2 separate regions of the Hordeum vulgare genome follow, and region 2 is linked to region 1. Evidence: chromatin contacts called from public Hi-C data. All regions are on one chromosome and are shown on one strand. The core of a region is the stretch at or near the end of the contact, and the rest is flanking DNA. Distances in the headings are between cores, read along the strand shown.

Region 1 (2,980 bases), core at 320-2,819:
GGTTGGCCAGCCGCCGGCAGTAATGCAAAGCAAAGCTCGATCCGCAACCTGCTACCTTGTGCTGTGCCCAAGTACACGCACCATATCTGGCCAGGTTCTCCGGCCCCGGCCGTACACGAAGGGTTATGATTGTCCGATTCTAGCTACTACTCAACTACCGTCGTGAATGAAATTTATCATGCTAAGTATCGTAACACACTAGCAACATGTTTCTAGATGATGAATATTCAGTTGATCAGTTGTGAGGATCCAAGGAGAAATACTTGTACTGTGTGTGTTGTGTTGCGTTACGTACGTTGGGGTGTAGATGAGGTATCTGAGGAACGGGAGCGACCGGAAGAGGCCGCCGGGGAACAGCTCCACGTTGCAGTGGCCCATGGCCCTGAGGAAGTCGAACGCCAGCACGTAGGCGAAGGCCAGCCCCACCGAGCCCACACCCGCGGCGTACGCGCCGGCGAGCGGCAGCGCCATGAGCGCGCCCAGCACCATGTGCTCCAGCGGCGTCGCGAACCCGGCTGCACTCGTATATATCACCGATCGATGCACGCATGTGAGTTGAGAACTTGTGAGATAATCAAACCGGATACACGAAGTGTCTTTGGCCACGTATATACCTGTGAAGGGCGTGGGCACCTTGATGGAGTGGTGGGGCGCGTGGTAGCGGGCGAAGAGGTGGTCGCCGTGGAAGGCCCTGTGCGCCACGTAGAACAAGGGCTCGGTGGCGGCGACGTGGAGGACGGCGGCGACGGCGAAGCCGGCGGTGTTCCACCCCGGGAGGTGCCGCAGCGACGGGAAGGCGTAGAGCGCCGTGGACGCCATCAGTATCTGCAGTATCAGGAAGTTGTCCCTGCAAACACACACGCATGCATGCACGCGGCGGAGCTGAGTTTAATTATCATGCAGTTGCACTTGTGCCGGCCGGGCATGGGTAGCTAGGTAGTTGCGCTTACGTACCAGTCCCACTCCTTGTCGATCTGCTCGAAGTCGACGCCGTCGCGGACGATGCGGCGGCGGCGGGTGAGGAAGAGCATGTTGCTGTAGGAGCTCCAGAGCTGGTAGGTGAAGGCCCGGAGCGCGAAGAGCGCCAGCAGGAGGCAGAGCCAGTGGTCGGGGCTCGCCGGCTCCCACGCCCGGGACGCCAACGCCTTGCCCACCAGAGGCCCGTACAAGACATACTGCGTTCATGGGGGAAACACGACGACGCATGCAAACGCCGGCCAGGAGACGTCAGTGACATTCTGGATGCCAAGCAAACATTCATCGTCAACGGAACCACAGGAACGCATCGATCGTGCATACCTTGAAGAAGCCAAGGTTATCCCACGGCCATGAAGACAAGAACGCGGCACCCATGGCGCGCGCGCGCTAGCTCCTTCTCGCCGCCTTCCGTGCGTCCCCTCCGGCAGTGCACGTAGACCCGGCCGGGTTACTGTTGCATGCACGGCCTTTGATCCGAGAAACGAAGCTGCGGGCGGGAGGCGTGACGCCGGGATGAAGGGAGCACGGTACGGTTTCCCCGCAGGCTGCACCGCACGTCTGGTCTGGCTCGTCTGGGTACAAAGCTAGCGCCGCGTCGGCACGTTTATATACAGATGAAACTTGATCGACCGGGTAAGGTAAGGCAACTGGGCAGCATGGTTCGGACGGTCACCACCTCTGGTGCGTGCCGGCCCGGCCGGGCTAGCCATCTCTCCAACCAGACGGAGTTAATTGATAGGGATGCGGACGTGGACGGATAAATGTCGTGGGAGCGACATGCGTAGGTGATGGAATGGAAGTCAAGCCCCCCGGCCCGGGTCACGTCGCGTCACATGCGGTTGCATTGCGAGCCGGAAGCGCGCAGATTTCACGCGTCCATGTCAGGTGATGCGCTCGTCGGTTCGGTTTGTCCGCGATAGGAGGAGGAGGCACGGCGTCGGCGATTCCAGTCCATGCATCTTTCCGGTGGCGCTGGGCCGCCGAGTGATCACGTAGGGGGCGTTGCATGCAGCACTCGCCGGAGTTAATTCGGCACGCGTATTACGACCGACGGAGCGGTCGCGGAAGCCGGCCGGCGGGACCGCCAACTACCGGGCCCAAGCTTTCAGCACTGGTGGCTGCGGAGGCGGATCGACCTCCGGGGGCGACGACGATCGGTGGCCGCCGAGCGTTGCACTGGTTGGTTGGCCTCGCAAGGACGACGGGGTGGGACACGTCGGCCGGTAGATAGCCCAGCTGCCGGGTTTGGACAGGCCGCCAGCAAACTGCCTCCATCTTAATTGCCTGGTTTAGGCCGGCCGGGGAATCATCAATTTTCTTTTGGTTGAAGCTGTGCGTTGCACCACGCGCAGCAGACACACACACACACGTGTGCAATTCTTGACAATGGGTTTCATGGATATATAGACATATGGCTGGAGAGATCAAGAGGGGGGACAGGTTTGTGTCGACTTCTTAGCGTACTGGATCATCGCTGACTCGATCGATTCATGGGCTGCGCCATCTAATCTTGTGTACAGTAATCATTATGGACTTTCGTATAATGAAAATCTTCTCCTAGTACGTACTACTACAACCCTTCCTGCTTTCCTTAAGCATCAGCCACACTTTCACGTGTCATTAATTAGGAAGAAACACCTATCACGAGTACGTAGCAAACTAAAAGACATGCAACCCGACTTCGGGCTGGTCATAGTGAGGAGTATTATATAGTAGTATCATGCATATGATATTATCGTATAATACTATCTTCATAGTGCATAGTATCATAAACTAGTATCATAGATGATCTTATTTATTAACATACATGACATATAGTAGCATGACATTTAACATGTTACGGTATCTACCTATGTTACTCTAACCTTCTCTCTCTTCTTTAATTGTCTGCCACATCAACATGTTTGCTAGTCCCAAATACATGATACTATCGAAGTTACTTCCACTATGGCCAGCCTCAGTGTCGATCCAGCCGCACGGAGTGGCCTAGCGACCTTCTGTT
Region 2 (2,980 bases), core at 172-2,671, 320 kb after region 1:
TCCCCGCGCCGTCGCTCGCGGCACCACCGGCGCTCCAGCTAGCCACGGCCGCCCTCCTCGACGTCTTCGCTCTGTGCGCCGCCGACGGACGGCCTCCACTGCTTGCCCCAGCTGGCCGTCTTGCACGATAGGACCAGGACTGCCGTGACTTTGGACTGTCCTGTTTCAGACTTTCAGTTAGCAATAGACAGTGTCAAGAACTGAACTGGACTGAAATACATAGGAGTGGATAGTGATGCTTTATTATTTTTCTTCTGAATCTTACTCCCCGCTCCTACAAAATATTCCACTTCTTTTGTATGGAAGAATTTGATGAACGCTCTGAATAAAAAGTTGTGCTATTTGCAGCACTATTCTCACACTTGTGGCATTTGGTTTTGGCAACTTAACATAACAGAGCAATGGTGATCAGGATTAATCCAAATACATCAGTTGCCAACTCAAAATAGACAAATGCACAAGATTTGACAAATATGGCAATATATTTTCACCAATATCCAGATAGCAACATGAGGACATAAGCACCATGTATCAAAATCAAAAGATGGCTTCAGTGTTATGTTGTAATAATTAAATAACAATAATTAGCTGACATGCCCAGCTAACTAGCATTTAGCACCAACATGATACATTACTGTCGAAACTATGATGTACTAGCACCTTCGCCAAAATCCAATTGGCGAGCCGCTGGAGGTGTTGTGCTATCTTCATGAACCTCAAACAACAATCTTGTAAATTCTCCATGGATAGGTGGAATTAAGGCTGGTTGATAATGTCCTAATGGCATGGTTGTCTGTGGATTTGTATTATAAGCACAATCAACTTCAAAAGCTTCATCGCTAGGTGGAACAAGTACTGATCTCTAGGTGGTCAAAATCATTCCTTGGTGTGTTCCTCGCCCTTGGCTGACCGCTGGTTTCATCCAACGGAAAGTTTGGGTATTCCCGTGGTGATTGCTGTGCAGGTATGAAATCAGTCAAAAGAGAATTTCTGCAGCAGGGGTTGGGACGGTCCCAGGGGTTGTATGTCTGCAGATGTAAAATATACTTACCACCGGTGGAGGAGCGGTGGGCAGAGATTGATCCGGCGGAGAGGCTTCCATGTCTGTTCCTTGGCTGCCGTTTGCCGCACTACCCTCGTCTTTAAGGTCGATCGCCATCTTGGCGTTCCGTCACAGCGAGAGGAAAAGGGGCATGGAGATGAAACGCTCGCAGGTAGATGAACCGTTCAGGAATGATTTGATCTGATAAGAATAGGGATTTGATAGCTGAATTGAGGAATAAGTGAGCCCCGCTGCTTTGAGATTCGTTTCTGCCACGCGTCAAGCGCGACTTGGTCCAGCCATCAGGCATGGGCGACCCAGGTCATATAGGATTTCCGTCCCTAAAGAAACATGAAGAAGAAAATGCCGCTGACGACACTGTGCCAGCCAATTCAAGATAGGAGAGGAAAACTCGGGCACGAATGCCGCAGAAACCAATTGATTAGAAAGAAGGACAAGAGAACATGATCACTATGCATTATTTTAACGCGAAAGACTCAAGCCTGGTGACTCACGCATGCTCGCCGCATCGTCACCGCCGGCAGCCGCCAATTCTTTACCACCACGCAGAACCTGGTTTGTCCGCAAAGCACTCGCACATGGATGCTCCTACTTAGCTGGTGGCTGCCGAGAGTGAGGCGGGGGGGCATCCCTGGTCAGTGGTCGCTGCTGGCTCCCGGGATCTCGGGCGCGATGGCGGGCGGCGGCTGGCGGGCGTGGGCGGAGCGGCACAAGCCGTGCGTGGCCATGGTGCTGGTGCAGCTCTTCTACTCGCTGGTGGACATGGCGCTCAAGACGGCCTACGGGCTCGGCATGCGCCCCATCGTCTTCGTCGCCTACCGCCAGGGCATCGCCGCCGCCGCGCTCCTCCTCGCCTCGCTCGCCGCCAGGGGGCTCACGCTGCGCCCCATGGCCGTCGGCCCCCGTGCCTTCGCCCTCCTCTTCCTCGCCTCCCTCGCCAGGTGCGCGCCCCAAGTCTCGCCGCTTCCGTCTCTCAGTCATCAGGCTGCTCGATCCCGGCAGCGCCCCTTTGCTGTGCTGATGCGTGCCGGTCGACGTTGCAGCGCGACGGGGCAGTACTTCTACTTCATGGGGCTGCATCTCGCGTCGCCGTCCATGGCCCGGGCCACCACCAACCTCGCCCCCGGCATCACCTTCGCCATCGCCGCCGTCATCGGGTACTCAGCTCACTCAAAACTCCTCGATTTCGGCCCACCGGCGGAGTGACTCGAAACGCTTGACTGATGATGTGATGGATCCCATTCCCGCGCTTACTCAGGTTGGAGAAGGTGGACTTGAGGAGCTCAAGAAGCATCGCCAAGATCATCGGCACCGTCGTCTGCCTCGCCGGAGCAATGCTCATGGCGTTCTTCAAGGGCCCAAAGCTCCTCGGCGCCCTCCTTCTTCCGACAACCGATGACTGGGTGAAAGGAGGCATCTACCTCATGGGGAACGCCTTCTGTTTCTCCATCTGGTACATCTTGCAGGCAAGCATCGCAAGTTTATGTTAGATGATTTACTATCATTTTATGTTAGATGATGGACCCCAAGGAACTGCAGTAGAGCTGCTTGGTTTCTGACTGATCAAGTTCGCGGCGGTCATTTTCAGGTACCGGTCTGTGAATCCTACCTTGATCCATTGTCCTTGGCGACCTGGATGTGCTTCCTAGCGACCTTGCAATGCGCGGTGATGGCGTTCTTCCTGGAAGCAAACTACATAGAGATCTGGAAGCTTGCTTCTATTTGGGAGCTCCCCTGCATCTTATATGGAGTAAGTTTTGCTCCATCTGAAATTCCGAATGCGCGTATGACGTGGTAATCTACATATTGTTTCTGAACTGCATTGATATATAATGAGCCTGGCCATTCAAAAACATTGAACAATTTTTGCAGGGCGTTTTCGCATCGGGCGCAAACTTTTTTATGCAGTCTTGGTGC

The links. A called contact is a pair of places that touch in the nucleus more often than the background predicts.
Region 2: a Hi-C map of leaf shows a contact between it and region 1, with 3 times the contacts expected there. The contact joins the promoter of LOC123398221 here to the promoter of LOC123398887 in region 1. A contact is called at or near these places in 3 of 6 Hi-C or Micro-C datasets (leaf and seedling) and 1 of 1 datasets of contacts at active chromatin or transcription factors (embryo).

Annotation. Positions count from the first base shown.
Region 1 is chr5H:440,387,332-440,390,311 of MorexV3_pseudomolecules_assembly, forward strand. It overlaps LOC123398887 (very-long-chain aldehyde decarbonylase GL1-1), which reads right to left and starts at 1,570. Exons shown (of 9, transcript XM_045093334.1): 1 at 1,300-1,570; 2 at 955-1,175; 3 at 615-847; 4 at 296-515. The coding sequence starts at 1,353.
Region 2 is chr5H:440,707,147-440,710,126 of MorexV3_pseudomolecules_assembly, forward strand. It overlaps LOC123398221 (WAT1-related protein At4g28040-like), which reads left to right and starts at 1,422. Exons shown (of 6, transcript XM_045092717.1): 1 at 1,422-2,004; 2 at 2,107-2,220; 3 at 2,322-2,529; 4 at 2,652-2,813; 5 at 2,936-2,980. The coding sequence starts at 1,646.